Linked DNA regions of Sus scrofa: all the other regions are linked to region 3. The links are chromatin contacts, called in public HiChIP or PLAC-seq maps. All regions are on one chromosome and are shown on one strand. The core of a region is the stretch at or near the end of the contact, and the rest is flanking DNA. Distances in the headings are between cores, read along the strand shown.

Region 1 (2,716 bases), core at 72-2,571, 1.0 Mb before region 3:
TATTTTTCCTGTAACATCTCATGGCTATTGGAAGGTGGAGGACTCTTCCTTTACCCTCCTGTTTGGTTCTTGGGGAACTGCAAATTAAACTGACAAAAGGCAGATTAGCAAGTCATAAAGTAGATTTAATCACACACCTATGGAAGTTCACAGAAAACCGGGACTCAAGGCCATAGTACTACTTGGGGCTTATATACCATCTCATAGCAAAGGGAAGGAGGGGAAAGTTATTTATGGGAAAACAAATGACTTTAGGAAAGGTAAATGAACCCTTATGAGAACAGATGGAAGATATAATTTTGTTACAAAGTCTTTTCAGATGTGGTGTTGATTTGCAGTCTTCAGTGATAAAAGTCAATCTTCCCTGGTTCCTCTCCCAGAGAAGAGATTTAAAATAATTGAGTTCTTCCGAGTTCTTTTGGGAAGCTCTGCTTTTAGGTAGGTCAGAGATTTCAAGAACTCAAATGTCTCTGCTCAAAGTAATTTTTATTCCACAGCAATGTACTCTGGACTTCCTCACAGCAAACAATACACTTATTTATTTAGCCCTTATCTTTTACTCAAGACTGTAAGCAAATAAAAGCTGATGCTTTATTTGTCTTGTTCAGTGAGTATCACCACAATCTTTAAATCAGTACATGTGTACATAAACTGGGTATCTCCTGCTAAACATCCAAGCTTGTATTGCCCAGTTATTTGATTATTCAAGAATAGCTTGTGCTAGACCCTCAGTTGTGTGGTCAATCAAAAATAGACAGCTTCATACAACACAGGAAACTTCAACTCCTGTTTCATTTGCATTCTCTTAGTGTCCTGCACTAAATTTGGGTAGACAGGCTCATCTTATGCTTCTGGATAAAGTTAGTAACTAATGATAATCCTTTAAAAGAGGCAGGGACATTTTATACTTAACTATATTCGAAACAGGTGCTAGGGTGTTTTCATGACACAGCTACTAGTAAAGAAAAAAAAATGAACTCATTTCCTTTAGGAAACAAAGCATTCTATCCACAGGTTCTTTCACTGTGCCAATCAACATTTACAGAGACCGATTGGAAGCAAACTCGGATTTTACCAGGAAAAGTATGAAAGTAAAACTCAAACCCCATTTCTTCATATGTTGTGCGTAGGGAAAGAAAACCTGCGAGCCTCTTGCTTGCTCTCTCTTCAAAAGTACAAAGATAAACAATTAAGGTCACAAACAATTTCACTTGGGCCAAGCTCGGACCTACAAGTCCCCGGACCCGTGACGTCACCGGAAACGGCTTCTTGTTACGCTCAATATCCCTCCCTCTCGCGCTGGGCGCCGGAAGCAAAGCGGAAGTGGGCGCTCACTGGCTTCCGGGCCCGGTCGCCATTTCCAGCGGTTGTAGCTTCTCACGGGTTGTAATCCGCTGGGACAATGAGCTATGACTACCATCAGAGCTGGGGCCGCGATGGCGGGCCCCGCGGCTCCAGCGGGGGTTATGGAGGAAGCTATGGAGGAGGCCGTGGAGGAGGCCATGGGGGGAACCGAGGTTCCGGAGGTGGCGGCGGCGGCGGAGGAGGGGGTGGTCGAGGCGGCCGAGGCCGACATCCAGGGCACCTGAAAGGCCGCGAAATCGGCTTGTGGTACGCGAAGAAACAAGGACAGAAAAATAAGGAAGCGGAAAGGCAGGAGGTAATCTGAGACTCGGTAGTGGAGGGGGGTAAGGCAGGACTGATTTTCTTTTCCATCTTGCTGCCCCCTTTCTTTCCTTTTTTTGTATCTTAACTTCGTTTCTAAACTGATGCATGTGCTCTGTGAAATGCAAGTGCTGAAGCGTCCCATAGTGGATATTGTTACAGTTGACGGTGACTCTGTGCATCTCACTTGAAGCAGTTGAGATTTATGTGGGCTCAATGTGTACTTTGCTTAAAAGACGTGAGAACTGGAGATAAAACGAATGTTAAATTCAGGGTCCAGCCGAAATTTACTGGGGTGTTACTGTCATAGTATCTCTTCCTACCATTTCCCGTAGAATAATTAATGCCACTTTCATTTAAATTCCTTGCTTGATGAACTCTAAAATAGCAACTTTATACTTGAGATACAGGTTTGTGCAAAACAAAAACTTTCAACCACTCTTTTGAATGTAGATCCTTCAGAAGAATATTCCAACTTTAATTTTTAGTATTAAAATAAACACAAACCCAAATGTTTTGCTTTTATGTTGGGCTAGAGAGGTTCCTGCTAAAGTAGCTCCTATTTGAGAAGTAAACCTAGATCCTAGAAGTGGAAGAAATTTCAAGAGATAATTTGACTTGTCTCTTCAGGTTGGTAACTAACTGTCCATTTGATTTGTATCCTGAAGAGGTGTAATAAAGGAAACATTAAAGATCCCAGAGTGGCCTATTCTCTGTTCTGATAGTAATTTTATGTATTTATATAGTATACATATATGATTAAACAAGTTTTCTTAATATAAGCTTAGAACAGCTTTTTAGTGACTTTAAAAGCATCTTTCATGTTAGATAGAGTGTAATTGAATCACCATTTAGGCTTCTGTTTTAAAATCATCCCATTTCTTTATTTTTCTTTTATCCGTGTCATTTTTATTGATTCTTTGAGGATGTATCCATCTTCACATTATCATATTCTCTTAAAAAACCACCACCAACACCATATTTCTTTGACAACCAAAAATTAACTTATTGAGCAAACCAGTTTTTCAGAAGTTAAGGAAAAGACATCTAA
Region 2 (2,823 bases), core at 107-2,606, 1.8 Mb after region 3:
CAGTTACGCCACAGGGGTTTAGGCCAGACCTAACAGTGGGGCTTGAAGGGTCTCCTGGGAGGCAGGAGGCAGCTGAGGCTCACAGGAAGGGCAAGGACACAGGTAGTAGAGGTCCCAGGATGCTGACTGGCATGAGCTCTACCAGAGGTCACCATTTTGGCACCAAGATGCAGCCCTACTCAACAGCTTGCAGGCTCCAATGCTGATGTACCACAGGCCAAACAACCAGCAGGATGGGAACACAGCCTCATTCATCAGCAGACAGGCTGTCTAAAGCTGTACTGAGCTCACAGCCACCTCTTGACATGGCCACCACCAGGAGCCCTGCACAAGCCCTTGGACCAACCTTACCCACCGGGGGAAGACATCAGAAGCAAGAGGAACTATGATCCTGTAGCCTATGGAAACAAGACCACAAACAAAGAAAGTGAAACAAAATGAGATGGTAGATAAATATGTTCCAGACAAAGAAACAATATAAAACCTTAGAAGAACTAAGTGAAGTAGAGACAGGCAATCTACCTGAAAAAGATGACCCAAGATCTTGGAAAAAAGAATGGAGGCACAGAAATAACAAGAAATGTTTAACAAAGAGCTAGAAGATTTAAAGAACAAACAAAGATGAGCAATACAATACCTGAATCCATAGCAGAATAACCGAGGAAGAAGAACAAAAAAAGTGAGCTGGAAGACAGTGATAGAAACACCCACTTTTGATAAAAACTTTCTGGAAAGTGGGCATAAAGGGAACCTACCTCAACATAATAATGGCCATATATGACAAACCTGCAGCTAACATTGTTCTCAATTGTGAAATGCTGATAGCATTTCCTCTAAGATGAGGAACAAAACAAGCATGCCCACACTCACCACTGTTATTCAACATAGTTTTGGAAGTCCTAGCCACATCAATCAGAGAAGAAAAAGAAGTAAAAGGAATCCAAACTTGAAAAGAAGAGGAGTTCCCATCATGGCTCAGCGGTAACAAACCTGACTAGGATTCATGAGGATGTGGGCTTGATCCCTGGCCTCACTCAGTGGGTTAAGGATCCAGCATTGCTATAAGCTGTGGTGCAGGTCACAGACAAGGCTCAGATCCCACGTTGCAGTGCCTGTGGTGTAGGCCAGTGGTTACAGCTCTGATTCGACCCTGGAAACTGCCATATGCTGCAGGTGTGGCCCTAAAAAGACAAGTATGTATATATATATGTGTGTGTGTGTATATATATATGTATATGTGTGTGTATATGTGTATATATATATATATATGTGTGTGTGTGTGTGTATATATACATATATCTGAAAAGAAGAAGTAAAATGGTAACTGTTTGCAAATGACATAACGCTATACATAGAAAATCCTAGAGATGCTACCAGAAAACTACTAGAGCTCATCAATGAATTTGTAAGGCTGCAGGATACAAAATTAATACACAGAAACTTCTTGCATTACTAAACACTAATAACAAAATATCAGAAAGAGAAATTAAGGAAACAATCCCATTAAGCATCATATCAAAACAAAACAAAACAAAACAAAAAACCTTAGGAATAAGCCTACCTAAGGAGGCAAAGAACCTGCACTCTGAAAACTATAAGATGTGGATGAAAGAAATCAAAGATGATACAACCAGATGGAAAGACATATCATGTTCTTGGATTGGAAGAATCAATATTGTCAAACTGCAACTAAACTGATTTATCCAAGCCATTGTAGATTAACAGTCCACAAAAGAGGTTCCTTATAAGAAAAACCCCAAAGGACTGCATATGAAGAGGTTCTAATGGATCACACTGCGTATGTGGAAATGAGGAAGGAAACTCGGTATAAAAAAGCAGACACTTGCTTCACAGGCTCTTCATGGGCTTAACTAATGACTGCCTTAATCCGAAGATACTGAGCTGAGTATCCTCGCACACAAAGGTAAATTTCAACTATTATTAAGAGCAGCTTGTTTATAAATGATGGAATATGTTCAAGGGGGGAAATGCTTTAAGGTTAACATTCTACAAACCATTGATTATGAGCATAAGAGGTTATATAATGTAGAGGAATCTGACATGAATAATTACCTCTTAAGCAGGTTTTGTTTTACTGCCACATTAAAAGTAGCACTTATGAATGAGGCAGACCAGTCATTTGGATTCCATCAGGGTGTGAAGGTAATGGCACTATTACAAATACCAAAAATGTATTGTGCTTCAAAAATTTTAACCAGGAGTTCCTGTCGTGGCACAGTGGTTAACGAATCCGACTAGGAACCATGAGGTTGCGGGTTCGGTCCCTGCCCTTGCTCAGTGGGTTAACGATCCGGCGTTGCCGTGAGCTGTGGTGTAGGTTGCAGACGCGGCTCGGATCCCGCGTTGCTGTGGCTCTGGCGTAGGCCGGTGGCTACGGCTCTGATTAGACCCCTAGCCTGGGAACCTCCATATGCCGTGGGAGCGGCCCAAGAAATGGCAAAAAAAATAAAATAAAATAAAAGACAAAAAAAATTAAAAAAAAAAAATTTTAACCAGAAACAACGTATGACTTCTCAACTGATCTAATGAATGAAATGAATAAATGTTAAGTTTTAATATGCTGCAAACCTAAAGTCTGTTTTTAACAAGGAGCATTTTGAAATCATGAAATTCTTCGTGTTTTACTTCGAGTCTATGTCTATTTGTAACAGCTGACACTGGACATCATGAACGCCACAGTGGTGAAGGGTTTCAATGGGTCTGAGCGGTGCCCCAGGGACATGCAGACAGCACAGCTGGTGTTCCCAGCCATCTACACTGCTGTCTTCTTCATTGGCATCCTGCTGAACGCTTTGGCCCTAT
Region 3 (2,700 bases), core at 69-2,568:
AAAATAGATTTTTTTTTTCCACAAATATCAGCAGACACATTCTGGCACCCCACACTGTATTGGCATCAGTGTTAACAGTCCCAGTTCAGATGTGCAATACTTCAGATTGGATACACTGTAACAAGAATCCAACTTTGCATAGACATCCTCAGAATCATAATCAGTCACGGGGTTGCCCTTCCAAGCTGGCAGAAAAGGAACCCGATCTTAATTTCCAGCTACTCCTGGAAAACGAGGAAAAAAAACAAAAGTTTTTTCCTCTCCTCCTGCTCCTTCATTTGGTTCTCCCGGACTTCCTTCCGAGTATTTAAAACTTGGAACGAGAAAAACGGTTTTGGACAGAAAAACAAAAACAAAAAACTCCCCCTTTCCAACCTTCTCCCCGTCCTCTTCCTCCCCCACCCCATTTTTTTTTTTTTTTTTTTCTCCAGGCTGAAACTTTCGCTTGCCGGTGTCAAGCTGCCAATACAGCGCCCCAACGGCTGCGTCAATGGGGAAATAACGCGTCAACCAAAATCAATGAGAAACGTACATGCCGCAAAGAGCCACATTTCCATCGGGTCTCGGATGGTCAGAACGGCACACCCCCTCGGACACGGGGCAGAGGCAGGGGACATGGCCACGGGGGCCAGCCGGGCTCCCGGGACACCCCGGCCGATGCAAAGTCGTCTCCAATCTCAAAGCAAGAAGAGAAATCACATTTAGAGTCGGGTGCGTTTGGCTTTTGTGCGCAGAGCTCGGCCGGCGCGCGGCAGCCGCGGGCGCCTCAGAGGATCACGCAGGCCGAGCAGCAGCCCTCGTCTCCGTTGGGCTGCGCCGCGTAGTTCATCTGCCGCACGATCTCGGCAAACAGCTCGTCCACCGAGGCTTTGTTTTTGGCCGATGTCTCCATGAAGGGGCAGCTCCACTCCTCGGCCAGGGCCTTGCCCTCGCCGTAAGAGACCTCGCGCTCGCCCTCCAAGTCCACCTTGTTGCCCACCAGGATCATGGGCACTCTCTCGTACCGCTTTACGCGGATGATCTGGTCCCGCATAGGCTTGATGTCCTGGAAGCTCTGCTGGTTAACGAGGCTGTAGACGAGGATGAAACCCTGGCCGTTCTTGATGTACAGGTCCCGCATGGACGCGAACTGCTCCGTGCCGGCCGTGTCCAGGATCTCCAGCACGGACGGCGACGAGTCCACCTCGATCTCCTTGCGGTAGAAGTCCTCGATGGTGGGGTCGTACTTCTCGATGAAGGAGCCGGTCACGAACTGCACGGTGAGCGCGGACTTGCCCACGCCGCCCGAGCCTAGCACCACCACTTTGTACTCTCTCATGGCTCCGTCGGCGCTCGCCCGTCGGGGCTGCGCGCCGTAGTAAGGCTGGGCTTGGCGGCTGGACTTCTACCCTTCCTCAGCTCCGCAGGAAAAACTCAGGAGCGAAATGGCCGAGGAGCGCAGAGCGCGGAAATCACCGAGCGGGGGCCGGGCGCCGGGCCGGCCGGCAGCGGCAGCGCGTCCCTGGGGCGCAGGTCCGGGGCCCCGCAGCAGCCCGCGGCGGCAGCGGCAGCGGCAGCCTGGGCGGCGGAACCGGAGGACAATGCCGGCAGCCTGTGCAAAGCGAAGGCTGCAGCTTCTCGTCGCGGCAGCCCAGAAGGGCGAGGAGGCGGCGGAGGTAGCGGGCTGCGGAGGCGGCAGCTAATTGCGCGTCGGGCCGGGACGCGCGTGGCATGAGTCCCCGCAGAGCGTGCGCCCACCGCCGCGGCCCATGGAGCTCTCTTCCTCAGCCTCCGCGGGGCGAGGGCTTCCTACTCGCCGCGCGCAGCCCGGCCCTCCCCGCCCGGACGAGCATGCCCAGTGCGCCGCCGCCGGCCGCTCCCGCCGGATCCGCTGCTCCTGGTTTTCCAGGGAGCCGGGCGGAGGCGGGGTTGTGGGTGGGGCTCGCGATTTGAGTCGGGACTAGCGGATTCGCCGGAGGCTCTGGTCTCCCAGCAAGAGGACAAATGTGCCGGGATGTGTAGGTGTTTGTGGCGGGCTGGGAGAGCTCCAGTGGGAGGTTGGAGGCAGCCTTCTTTCGCCGCTCTGGGTTCATACATAGGGGCTCAGGCTCTTCGAGAAGCGAGTGGGTGCGGCAGCCACCCCCTCACTCCTCCCTGGGAATAGGGAGGATTGGGCTCTTGCCTCGCATCATTCAGAGCCCGTAGATCCCACTTCCCAGACCCCCGGAGGGTGTGTCTCCCGGGATTGAGACCCAAAGGACGTTTGGGTGTTTGGCGGGAAGACCATCTTCCCCTACCCAAGGCGCAGCTCTTTCTACCCGACCTTCTCTGGCCTACTCTCCCGCACTTTCATCTCTGGGACAAAGAAAACGGGAATGCTGGGTCTGAAACCCTGTTGCGACTAGGGAAAGGGCTGCCTCTACTAACCAGAGCTGTCTTCGGGCTAGGGTTCCGCGGGCCACCCCGCCCCCCCACTCGCCCCCTCCCCCGCCCCAGTCAGCTGGGGCCAAAATCTGGAGAGCGGATTACAGTCCTATCCAAAGCGGCGGTGGCGCCCGCAGCTAGTCAGGGCATGCTCAGTGCACAGAGCAGGTTTGGGGGCTTGGAAGTAGGAAGCTTGTGCACCACACACCCACACTCTAGCTCAAATTACCTCTCCCAGACTCTGGACCCATTGGTCCCGGGGCGCAAATCTCACACCCTCAAATGCTCTCCCATTGG

The links. HiChIP or PLAC-seq counts read pairs in DNA pulled down with a chosen protein or histone mark.
Region 1: an H3K27ac HiChIP or PLAC-seq map of alveolar macrophages shows a contact between it and region 3. The contact joins the promoter of DHX36 here to the promoter of RAP2B in region 3. A contact is called at or near these places in 1 of 5 promoter capture datasets (liver), 1 of 47 Hi-C or Micro-C datasets (skeletal muscle) and 2 of 2 datasets of contacts at active chromatin or transcription factors (alveolar macrophages and skeletal muscle).
Region 2: an H3K27ac HiChIP or PLAC-seq map of alveolar macrophages shows a contact between it and region 3. The contact joins the promoter of P2RY13 here to the promoter of RAP2B in region 3. A contact is called at or near these places in 1 of 5 promoter capture datasets (liver) and 1 of 2 datasets of contacts at active chromatin or transcription factors (alveolar macrophages).

What each region holds. Positions count from the first base shown.
Region 1 is chr13:94,348,938-94,351,653 of Sscrofa11.1, reverse strand. DHX36 (ATP-dependent RNA helicase DHX36) reads left to right here and starts at 1,321. Exons shown (of 25, transcript XM_021069687.1): 1 at 1,321-1,660. The coding sequence starts at 1,403.
Region 2 is chr13:91,512,220-91,515,042 of Sscrofa11.1, reverse strand. P2RY13 (P2Y purinoceptor 13) reads left to right here and starts at 1,356. Exons shown (of 2, transcript XM_021069624.1): 1 at 1,356-1,924; 2 at 2,653-2,823. The coding sequence starts at 2,688. All of the region lies in intron 16 of MED12L (mediator of RNA polymerase II transcription subunit 12-like protein), which reads right to left.
Region 3 is chr13:93,306,730-93,309,429 of Sscrofa11.1, reverse strand. RAP2B (RAP2B, member of RAS oncogene family) reads right to left here and starts at 1,318. Exons shown (of 1, transcript NM_001123185.1): 1 at 767-1,318. The coding sequence starts at 1,318. The coding sequence ends at 767.